Linked DNA regions of Lactuca sativa: region 2 is linked to region 1. The links are chromatin contacts, called in public Hi-C maps. All regions are on one chromosome and are shown on one strand. Each heading gives the region's core, a stretch centred on a gene start, on an enhancer-like site or on the middle of the called end of the contact. The rest is flanking DNA. Distances are from core to core; before and after follow the strand shown. Region 1 holds the start of LOC111898392 (receptor-like protein EIX2). Region 2 holds the start of LOC111898372 (ribose-phosphate pyrophosphokinase 1).

Region 1 (6,333 bases), core at 1,320-3,819:
GTCAGAGACAAAGTTGCCACCGGTGAAATCCGTGTCCTGCACGTCCCTTCGAGTCTTCAATATGCGGACATGTTCACTAAAGGGCTGCCTTCTTCTCTCTTCACAGATTTCAGGAACAATTTAAGTGTTTGGACGTTAACTACCGCTCAAACTGCGGGGGGTATTAGCGTGTATATATATATATATATATATATATATATATATATATATATATATATATATATATATATATATATATATATATTCTTGTGTATTGCTTTATATTTGGACAGATAACTAGTCCGTTTGTATTGATCTTGTATATTGGCCTAAGGCCCAATGTATTGTATATTTATTCATTCCTGTTCAATGAAATCAGTTATGGGAAGATACATGTCAAACAGGTACAAAGTTTTTGGGAGCTTTTAGGTTTTAACAAAAACTCAGAAAAATAAAATTGTTTGTCGGTAGAAGGTTTTAGTTTTTATTTTAAATAAAAAACTCAAAATCCAAAAGTTGCTTATTTTCAAGTAACGTTTAACAAAAAACTATTGCTTATTATAACAAAATTACTACATTACTCTTAACAAAACTAATCTTGTATTTTTATACAAAGTATTTTATGTAATTATACATATTTTAAAAGCTTTCAACAATTTTTGCCAAATACTTATTTACATTTACAAATAAAAGTTACACCTTCCAACTACCTACTACCCACCATCGGCTACTATCTACCAACTTTCAACTTCCAGCCACAAACTACCAGCTATCAAGTTTTGTCAAACATGCCCTAAGTCTTTTGTAAAACAAACGAGATTATAAAAAGATTTTGTTCAGACTTTATAAATTAAACACAATAGATTTTGAAAACCTTCTAAATTCAAATCCATCTAAATACATATCATTTGACACATGAGAAAAAGAATCTGACAATCCACACACCCTAAGGATTTCTCTGGCATGTATATCCCATACTCATATCAATGATCATGTTCTAGTGATTTTAGGGGCCATTATTGACATTCAACCTGGGATGGGCTTATCGATATGAGCTTGTGGGGTGGGGGTAGGTATGAGGTCTTGTTAGTGGGTGGGTGAGGCGTGGGAGAGGTGATGGTAATATCGTTAATTTGATGAATTATCGTAAATAAAAAGGAGGCGAAAAGATATTTTGTATTTATAGTATAACATAAAAAATAGAATATAGAATCTGAACTTTTAGCCAAAAAAATAATTAATTTTCTCACACGAACGTAATTTAATGGAATTTAAAAATTCAAAATCATTTAGTTTTGTCAACGAAACTGTGATTTTTGCCGAAATTTGCATTTCAAGTCTTCCAAATTCTTTTGAAATCCGTGAACCATGTCAAAATGTTTAGGTTGTGAGAGTTGAAATGAAAAGGAGATTAATATAGCCTCAATAAGGCATTACCGGTGGGAGATGTGAATTCCCACCGACTTGAATAATTAAATTTCGGGTAACTTAACCTGACTTGTTTCATGCTACTTGACATGAATTCTAGTGCTATTCCAAACGAAGGTATAACATACCATTTTTTAATTTCCTTTTCTATTCGATCTCCTCTTTTTATTTTAGTATTTTAGAATCTTTTATATATGTTATATACAGTATACTTATGAAGTGGTTTTATCCAAGGAAGGTCCTATCTCATTCCTTGTAACACATCTGCACATGATTCTAAGCATAGTTTATTAAAACCTCACATGGTTGAGGTGTGTGTGAGGTCAAGCAAAAGCAGCCACCAGGTATTGTCACAAATAAATTTAGGTCATATATCTTCTAGGCTCTAGCTTTTCCAGATTTCTCAATCTCTAAAGTGTCGTTTGTTTTTCGAAGCGAAGCGAGTCAGTGGACCATCTCTGCAACCCTTTGTGGCAGAAGAGGAGGACCAAACGGCTGCAACATATAATAAAAAATTTGTTTGTTTTTTAACCTCTGCAGACTATTAAAATAAGTTAAAGTAATGTGTGAAGAGGTTTGAAGCAGAGGGTCAAGTGTTGCGCCACGCAGCACACACACAACAATTTTTAAGTCAGACGTCTTTTAAAAAACAAACAGCTGCGAATGACTAAGTGATGTGCGTGTGCTGAACGACGCAACAATAAGTGGTTAGAAGAAGTTTTTTAGAAAAAACAAACGGCACCTAAGTGTAGAATGTTACACATAATAGCCAAACTGAAACCTCAAAAAGGGTTCCTTGCCACTTACAACTTATCTTCTTTTAAAAGCACAGGTGATGACACGTTGTTTCATTCTAATTGACGTGAATTCTGGTACTCGGAATATGTCTTACGTATGCATGATTATTAGTTATATGTTTAAATAAAAATAAAAATAAAAAAGGTTTTGTGAAGAGGATGTCCCTTTGACATTTTGGAATTGGAGAAGAATCTCCATAGTCAACTCTATTTTGTCATTATCCCATGTTAGTCTTATAATATGAACAACAGAATGTTCCCCATAACTCTATAAATATATAATAGCACAAAGATTAATTAGGAGCTTCAACACTATTAATCTCATACTCCTTTTAATTAATTTCTTGAAACCAAATTCATCACTCATGCATCTCCTCCTATATTTCCTTCTCCTTTTCATATGCAGCAACCTCAACTATGCTGAAACAAGGTGCGTGGAGCGTGACCGAAGGGCACTCTTGGAATTCAAAAAAGGGCTCACGGACGATTACGCCCTTCTCAAATCATGGAGAAATAACAACGCTTCACGAGATTGCTGTAAATGGAGAGGCGTAGGATGCAACAACAACACTGACCAAGTCATTAAACTTGATCTTCCTGCAGTCTGGTCAGATGAACTCGAACAATTACTTAGTCTCAGTGGTGAAATTGATTCTTCATTGCTTTCATTAAATTCTTTGACATATTTAGATTTGAGTGGAAACAGTTTCACTCGTATCCCAAACTTCCTTGGTTCCCTCAACAGCCTACAACACCTCAAACTCGCTAACATTGAGTTAACTTCATCAAATTTTCCGCATCAATTAGGCAATCTTTCCAGCTTACAAACTCTTGATCTGTTAGCTACACCTGTGGTGATGAAGAACACAGATTGGCTCTCTCGTCTTTCCTCTCTCAAATACCTAAATCTAAGTTATATAGACTTGAGTGAATCTGTTGGGTTACTCAATAACGCCATCAGATTGCCCTCCCTTGTAGAGTTGCACCTTGCAAACTGCTTACTTCCAAATAACACTGACAAATCATTTGTTCGTTCCATGACAAACTTATCAGTTGTTGATATAAGTTATAACGATCTTCCAAACTCTATGATATACCCTTGGTTATTCAATTTTAGCAGCACCCTTACTTACATCGATCTATCTAACAATAAGCTACTTGGTATCATTCCTGAAGCATTTGGTATGTTTAAAAACCTCCAAACCCTAGATTTGACCAACAATGGCCTCCAAGGTGGTATCCCAAGCTCATTTCGGAACATGACCAACATTCGGGAACTTGTGTTATCTGGGAACAATCTGAATCAAGATCTTCCTAGTTTTTTCGATAAACTCTCTGGTTTAGGTCCACAGAGGACATTACAAGTTGTGGATTTATATGACAATCAATTTACTGGTAATTTACCTGATTTTACAACATTCACGTCTCTCAAGGAACTGCTCCTTGGACGCAATCAGTTGAACGGATCTTTCCCACAAAAATTTGAAAAAATCTCGAATCTTTTCATCCTTGATTTGGCGGATAACCGTATCAATGGATTTCTCCCTAATCTTTCTGTTTTTGCTTCTTTGCGGGAATTGTATTTTGAGAGAAACCTATTAAATGGAACTCTAGCTGAAAAGTTAGAGCCACTCTCCAAGCTCGAGTCTTTGGGCGCATCTTCTAATTTCTTTCAAGGAACGATATCTGAAACGCATGTAGCTAATCTTTCTCGTTTGACTTACCTCGATCTGTCGTTTAATTCGTTGGATTTAGAAATCGGTTCCGATTGGTCTGCTACTTTTCAACTCGAAACCATCTCGTTGTCATCCTGCAAACTCGGGAGTTCTTTCCCGGGATGGCTAAGAACTCAAACGAATTTCTCCGTGCTTGATATATCTAACGCCGGAATCAATGATTCCGTCCCCAGTTGGTTCTGGGAGTCGTTGATTCCGGGCATTCGTTACTTAAATCTCTCCTCCAACCAGATCCATGGAATGATTCCGGATTTGGATTTTATATCTGGTAACCGACCTTTAATCGATATGAGCTCAAACAACTTCTCGGGTAACTTGCCGTTGTTTCCTCTTGACACCGTTACTCTAAAGCTCAACGACAACATGTTCTCAGGGCTCATTTCTTCCTTGTGTAACCTAACTAGTTTAAGCCACCTTGATCTTTCTAATAACAAACTGTCGGGAGAGCTTCCAAACTGCTGGAACAACCTTAATAACCTGAATATTCTCAACCTTGAAAACAATGGATTTATCGGGAAAGTTCCCGACTCGATTGGGGCTCTCGAGTTTGTTAAAATGATGAGTTTACGAGGCAATAGCTTGATCGGGGAGCTGCCTACGTCCTTACAAAACTGCACTTCATTGCTACTTCTTGATCTTGGAGAAAATGAAATATCGGGTAATATACCTGAATGGTTAGGGGAAAGCTTTGCAATGTTGCTTGTTCTTAGCTTACCATCAAATCGGTTCAATGGAACCATTCCTACAAGCTTATGTAAGCTCAAGAACATTCAAATTTTAGACCTCTCAGTTAACGATATCACCTGGAAAATACCGAAATGCCTCAATAACATTTCGGGGATGATAATGAGGGAGAAAGGGATACTGCAAGCAAGTATTGAGTACAACGCAATCGGGTTGGATCAAAGCAGACTGATTATCACAGCTAGGGTTGTGTTTAAAGCATTACTGCAATGGAAAGGAAGGCAATCGGAGTACCAAAAGACATTGGGTCTTGTCGTTAGCCTTGATCTTTCTTCCAATAGACTAACGGGCGAAATCCCAAGTGAAATCACGAGTCTTTCGGCTCTCATTGCCTTGAATCTTTCAAGAAACAGCTTAATTGGATCAATACCCAAAGACATCGGTCGATTGAGACAGTTGGATTTTCTTGATCTATCGAGAAACGACCTTCTTGGTGGAATCCCTACAAGCCTTTCGGAATTGAGTAATCTTGGGGTGTTGGATTTGTCATTCAACAACTTGTCGGGAAGAATCCCGAAAGGGACGCAGTTACAGAGCTTTGACGTGTCATCATACGCTGGAAATCTTGCACTTTGTGGGGTTCCACTGAAAAACGTATGCCCTGGTGATGAGACAAACAGTGGAAACCCAGATGGAGTTACTGAACAAAAATCTGATGATGATGATAAGATAATAAATAAGGGGTTCATTTTTGGCATTGTGGCTGGTTTTGCGTTTGGGTTTTGGGGTTTTTATGGGTCGTTGGTTCTAAAAGAGTCATGGAGACATGCGTATTATGGATTCTTGAATGTTGTCAAAGATTGGGTTCTTTTAAGAGTGGAGTTGACTTTGGCTAGGCTCAGAAGGCGAACTTCATCTTAAATCTCCATGACTCCAAGTAATTGTTGTGTTGTGACTTGTGTTGTTCATCTCTATTTCTTTGTATCCTGCTATAAATCTTTTGTTGATTAGAGTTAGAGAAATCTTCAGTAAAAAGTCTTACGGAAAAGTTACATTTTAGTCCAAAGATATTTTTTAACAAAAAAAGTCCTGAAAACCTGCAAAAATTTGCAGTTTGACCATTTTTGACCGGTTGAAACCGGTACCAAATTAATTTGGAACTATTTCGTAAACTAACCCAAAATATTGAGACTTTCTGTAAACAAAAAATATTATGACTTTTCTGTAAACAAAAATATTAGGCCTTTTCTACAAACAAAACCCTTATTATTATTATTATTAAAAATATAAATAAAAATACAATTTTTTGAACTTGTTATTATTAATATTGTTATTAATACATATAAATGCATTTAAATGGAAAAATAATATTAATGACATTGTTTAAAGGTGGAGATGGAGGAGATGATGATGCTTTTAGCATTGAAGTCATAAATGTTTGGTTGTATATTTTTACTTTGTATATGGTCATTTCACATTTGTTATTATTGTTTTCAATTCAGAATAATAATACTTAACAATTTAAAAGAAGTTGCATATTTGTAAAATTGTTTATAAATAGTTTAAGATAGAAGGATTTCTCACTTTGTATATAAAAATGTTTAAGGTAGAAAGATTACTTTCTAAATCCAACAAATCCAGTACAAACATCTACATAGGTAGCCCATAACAAAATTCAAAAGTATTAATTACAATATCTTGTTTAATAA
Region 2 (6,330 bases), core at 576-3,075, 180 kb after region 1:
AAAATGTGAACAGTTTCAATAGTTCAATGGCAAATAGATAACGAAAAAAAGTTTAGTGACTAAATGTGAACAAAATTGAAAGTTCGTTTCCCTCTAAAAAGTTCAATGACTAAATGTGAACAAACTTTCTCTTGTATTATGTTTTAGCAAATTATTTGTTTTTGTTAAATTCTAGCAACATTTGTTGATGAAGAAATCTATGAAATAAAAAAAAAAAAAAACTGAACCCTGAAATTATATTTAAAAAAAACAAAAAACCAAAACCGAAATAAAAAACCAATGGTTTGACATTTTCCAAAATAAAAAATCAAAATTTCCAATCTGATTTTGGTTTTACAAAAAAATGAACCATTCTCATTGATGTGAATTTTGACCATTAGTTTGGCATGCGGAATTTGTGACATCCCATGAATATGTAGTTACAACATCGTCTGAACTCGTAATTCATAGTAAGGGGTTAGAGTATCATCGCATGAATACGTAGTTACAACATCGCCTGAACTCGTAATTCATCACCTACAGGTTATGGGTCTGCTGATGTTTCCACTGAGTTGTCTAGAATAGTTTGTGGTCGCCATCTATACTCTGATAGATGACGACATCGCCACATTGTCGGTTAAGGTTATGGTATCTCCTTTCATCCTACATCACATATTCATCATCATCGATTTACCTAATTATCATCACCTTTTTATCATCACCTATCTCTCATCGTTTTATTTCATCACACACCAACTATTTCATCTACCCATGTTTCATCCGCAACATATTTGTAGATATAAAATAAATATACCGTTTAAATTTTTTAAAACATGTATAAAATCGTTCATCCAGCATAGACAACACGTATTCAAATAATATGCATACATAGCACGTAATTTATATAAAATACTTCATATCTATGTGTAAGATGAAAATAACTATATATACCATAAAAATCCTATAAATGCTTCCTAACTTCGAACCCCAAGGTTTACTCTACTAAAGCTTCATATTCTCGGCTCTATGGACCTAGAAGGGTCCAGATCTATCACACCAAAAAGCTCAAGATAGCTCTTTCTTTCACTCTACACACTCAAGCTCGCTAGGGTTCTCACTTATGGGAAAGGTAGTCGCAATTGAAGGTCATAAGTGCCTTTAACTATGGCTCGGGCCCAAAGATTTAGAGTTTCTGCCAACAATGCGGACTCGTCGAGTCGCCTCACCGACTCGTCGAGTCCATTCATTAATCTGAGTCATCAGTCGCGACCTTACTCGACGAGTTGAGGCGTCAACTCGTCGAGTCTCTCTTCTTAACTCAAAAGAAAAATACTTAAATTATGATACCTGTAAATCCGGATGTTACATTTTGTTTTTTTTATTTCATAGATTTCTTCATCAACAAATGTTGCTACTATTAAACAAAAATAAATAATTTGCTAAAACATAATACAATAGGAAGTTTGTTCACATTTAGTCATTGAACTTTTTAGAGGGAAACGAACTTTCAATTTTGTTCACATTTAGTCACTAAATTTTTTTTCATTATCTATTTGCCACTAAACTGTTGAAACTGTTTACATTTTACCCTTATGACCGGTAATAGCCGGTCATAAGGGTAAAATATGAACAATTTCAATAGTTCAATGACAAATAGATAACGAAAAAAATTTTAGTGACTAAATGTGACAAAAGTCGAAAGTTCGTTACCCTTTCAAGTCATTATCCCTTAAGTCTTAAGCAATTTCATTTTTTTTTGTATTTCTATTTCCAAACCAAAAGCAAAACAAAATGTAGGAAAAGAAACGATCAAATTTAAAGTTTTCAACTATCCAAACACACTTATCAAAAGCTGGAAATTTTCAATAGATCCTCGTTGGCTAACCAATAACCAACATCTTTTTGCAACTGTCCTGTTTATACGCCATTACCCCCTTTAGTCCTTTACCACAACTTTAACTACTCAGTACCTCACGTATACTCCAAAACCCTAAATCCTGGCTGCTCTTTCTAACACGCACATAATACCGATAGTGTAATCAGTTTCTCGCCAACAGCCGATGGCTTCTCTTGCGTTTTCTTCAGCGAATCTCGCAGCTACGAACAAATTTAGCTCTGCAATCCCCGCTAGAAACGGCGTAATTGTGAGTTTTTACTGTCTCTTCAGTTTACTTTTGGCAAACACTTCAAAGTTTGGTTCCGATTCATATCTATGTATAAACACTTCATAAATTGCTTTAACTCTATACAAAGATTCGTTGCGTTCAAGTATTTTCACTGTTTGTTTATCAGTAGCTTTTAAAAATATCTGTGTATGTTATTTATATATCTCCGCTATATAGAAATGGGATTAATAATCTATTTACAGAAGTTCATTTCTTTCAAATGAAGAAGAAAGGATGAACATCTTCAATTAGCTTCTAGACATTACACGATCACCTGAAAATCTGTGCATCTATGATATGTGTGTATTTTTATGTCTGTGTTTCTATATATATGGACACACAGAAGAATTCTAGTTCCCATCTGTTGATTCACTTAAAGAAATGTTATCTGATTCAAAATAGTCCTGTATAGATAGGAGATAATAAATAATTCACTGTAACATACAAATAGTAGCATGCTTGTTAACTAATGATTGCACAATGTTATATGCGTGTTAACTCTAGTGTCATGGAAGCAGAATTGCAGGGTGAATTTTAAAGAAAACGGGAGGTTGAATACACAAATCCTCACCAACGAGCAAGAAACAATGCCTAATTTCTTGAATTTGAATCAATTCGAGAGAATTCCAACAAAAAAAGATGACAACAGACTTCGGATCTTTTCAGGCACTGCAAATCCTTTATTATCCGAGGTACAATTTGGTCAATTGTTTCTATATCTTTTGTTGGGTATCACTCATTTCAAATGTGTATGTTGATTGAGTTTTGTTGTATTTGATAGGAAGTTGCATGTTACATGGGTTTAGACCTTGGAAAGATTGACATAAAACGTTTTGCTGATGGAGAAATATATGTTCAGTTACGTGAGAGTGTTAGAGGGTGTGATGTGTATCTTGTACAACCAACATGTCCTCCTGCAAATGAGAATCTTATGGAGCTTTTGATCATGATAGATGCATGTCGCAGAGCATCTGCAAAAACTATCACTGCAGTTATTCCATACTTTGGATATGCAAGAGCTGATCGAAAGGTAACTTTGCATTATAAATTCGACTGTAAATTTATAAATTTAACATATTTATATATATAATTTGTTTTTATGCAATTGATGGATTCAGACTCAAGGGCGTGAATCAATTGCAGCTAAACTTGTTGCAAATCTGATAACAGAAGCAGGAGCAGATCGAGTTCTTGCTTGTGATCTTCACTCTGGGCAATCAATGGGGTATTTTGACATTCCAGTTGATCATGTACATGGTCAGGTAATCAGACTACTTTTTTAATTCTTTATTATTATTATTATTATTATTTTTTAAAATGAAACTACATTTTGAGATTTTTTTTTTTTTTTGGGATAAGCAGCCTGTGATACTTGATTACCTTGCAAGCAAGACAATTAAAACTGATGATTTAGTAGTGGTGTCACCTGATGTTGGTGGAGTTGCTAGAGCAAGAGCTTTTGCCAAAAAATTATCAGATGCACCTTTGGCCATTGTTGATAAGCGGCGTCATGGCCACAATGTGGCAGAAGTAATTTTACTTTTTTTTTTATTGCTTCGCAAATTACAAAATTGACCTTGAAGAAAAAAACCTCATGTTTTGTTGCCCAACATCATATAATGTAAAATGTAAATGTTCAATTCCAGATTCTATTCCATGGGGACTTTGGTTAATGATTACCATTCCTTCCAAGTTTGTAGGAACTGGATTTTAATTTCATCCTTAATTTGTTAAAAAGACGAAAATACCCATATATGAAAGTTGTATGTATGGGGTTGCAGGTAATGAATTTGATTGGTGATGTAAAGGGTAAAGTAGCAGTTATGGTGGATGACATGATCGACACTGCTGGTATGGATTGGAGATGGATTATTTTTATTAAAAGACTAAAATACCCTCCTTATATATATATATATATATATTGATAGATTCCATTCCTTCCAAAAAAAAAAAAACCAAACAAACGCTCTAGTTTAGTGTTATTGAAACTTTATATATTTAATTTAAAAATTATTTATGGATTTTATTTATTTATAGGTACTATATCGAAAGGTGCAGCCTTATTGCATCATGAAGGGGCAAGAGAAGTTTATGCATGCTGCACACATGCTGTTTTTAGGTCCATTACTTTTCATAATTTGTGTCATGAATTGGTGTCATGAATTTTTTTATTTTTGAGGTTTAATATTTTATTATTAAATTGTTGATATGCAGTCCACCAGCGATTGAGAGGTTGTCAAGTGGGCTTTTTCAAGAAGTGATTATCACAAATACTGTTCCAGTTTCAGAAAAGAACTATTTTCCACAGCTCACTGTTTTATCTGTAGCAAACTTACTTGGTGAAAGCATATGGCGTGTGCATGATGACTACTCTGTAAGACCCTCTTTTTATTTATTTTTTACTTTTTTTTTTCTTGCATATAACCCTAAAAAACACTTAAATTGTCTACTTTTTGACTTAAAATTTAAAACCGATACAGAATCTAAACATTTTTTTTTCAAAAAGGAAAACAATTTGACAAAATTTGGGAGTATTACTAAATACTAATTCGTATGTATTATGTGTTTTGTAAACAGGGAGGCTATGAACACTTCTCTGGCCTAGGAATTGACTAAGTTACCCCCAACTCTCATCCCATGTACAAATCTAATCCATTTTGCAGATTCAAACTTCCATGTTGTAATTATAAATGAGATTTTTAAACCTTGTTATTCTATGACATTAGTGCTTTTAGAAGTACCATACTTGATTTAAATATATAAAGTGATGTAATTTACCATCATACTTGGTTTTCGTTTCAAACCAACCATTTTGTATGTGAATTTGGACTAATTGTAGAAATATAAATACTAATAGGAACATTTCACTTGATTCTTTTTATGTTTTATGATTACCCATTCTCTTAAAGCGTGACTCCATTTTCTTCTGATATTTGTAATATATATGACATGTTTTTGACAAAACATCAAATATAAATAATCCAACATATCAATTACTTGATATATGTAACTTGTGAAAATAATGTAGTTTGCAAGAATCAATGATTTTGTACAAGTTGAAATATACTTTCAAGCATGCATTAATCTATCATATTGATTGCCATTGCGGATAAATGGAAGAAAGGCCAAATGGGTCAATGAGTCCAAAACGAATATAACTTATATATCAGAAATTTTATCTATTTTACGTGGACAAAAAGCTTTTACGCCTTGTTCCCGAGTTCTACTTAAGGAGAGAAATAGAAGGATACGGAGGGAAAGTGAGGAGTGTCGAAGGAAAATCGTGTTTCCAAGTTTCATTAATGGAAGGAAAGTGAGGGGAGGGGAAGGATTTTGGAGTCATATTTTCCTTCTAAAATTTCCTCCCAAATTGGGCGGATTTGGGAAGAAAGTGAGGGGGAAGAAAAATTTTATGCTTTATTTGCTTTTTCCTCCTAACTTGGGAACACAAAAACTTAAAATTTTCCTTCCATTTCCTTTCATTTTCTTCGAACTCGGGAACACGGAATAATGAATATTTTCCATCACCTCCCTTTCTTTCCGTCAAAATTTTCCTTCCCTTTCTTTTAATCAATTTACAAAAAAACTCGGGAACAAGGCGTTAAAGACCGAAGGGTGTATATGGGAAACTCTATTTTTTGTGGGTCATATCACATTTTCTTTCAGTTTTCTTTCCCTCACTGCTTAAACCCAAAGAATGGGTGAGAAGCTTTCCACACTATTTTTTTAGATAAAATTAATTGATTTTAATGATTTATAATTTCTAAATTAATAACAACCAAAAATTTAATTAAAAAGATAATGCATTTCATTAATTAAAATAAAGATTACAATAAACCTAAGATTTAAAAAAGCAAAAAATTAAAAAAAAAACACAAACAAAAAATCAAACAAACCAACAACCTATGAAAAATATTTTTTCATAATTTTTTTTTCTCTTCTTCATCACGAGCTCGAGAACCGGTCCCGAAAAATGGTCGGTGTTTTCTATCAAAAACTTCATATCTTCCGTTTGTTATCTCTCCGCGAGCTCCTTCATTGCTTCTTCTTTTTCTTTGTTGAACGCCAAACGTTTAGAGAAATTAATATTATATTCGATCAAACTACGCTGTTATTTTTCGCATTTCGTCAACGTCCATGTTGAAATCCTATGTACCCGAGGAAGTCGCTTTTCCCTTCCTCTTTG

Evidence for each region. Hi-C and Micro-C count contacts between places; a contact is called where the count stands out from the background.
Region 2: a Hi-C map of leaf shows a contact between it and region 1, with 6 times the contacts expected there. The contact joins the promoter of LOC111898372 here to the promoter of LOC111898392 in region 1. A contact is called at or near these places in 2 of 4 Hi-C or Micro-C datasets (both in leaf).

The regions. Positions count from the first base shown.
Region 1 is chr5:72,063,772-72,070,104 of Lsat_Salinas_v11, forward strand. LOC111898392 (receptor-like protein EIX2) reads left to right here and starts at 2,570. Exons shown (of 1, transcript XM_023894315.1): 1 at 2,570-5,545. The coding sequence starts at 2,570. The coding sequence ends at 5,545.
Region 2 is chr5:72,241,114-72,247,443 of Lsat_Salinas_v11, forward strand. It overlaps LOC111898372 (ribose-phosphate pyrophosphokinase 1), which reads left to right and starts at 1,826. Exons shown (of 9, transcript XM_023894292.2): 1 at 1,826-2,123; 2 at 2,663-2,836; 3 at 2,926-3,174; 4 at 3,263-3,406; 5 at 3,507-3,674; 6 at 3,926-3,995; 7 at 4,182-4,263; 8 at 4,359-4,518; 9 at 4,722-4,927. The coding sequence starts at 2,040. The coding sequence ends at 4,760.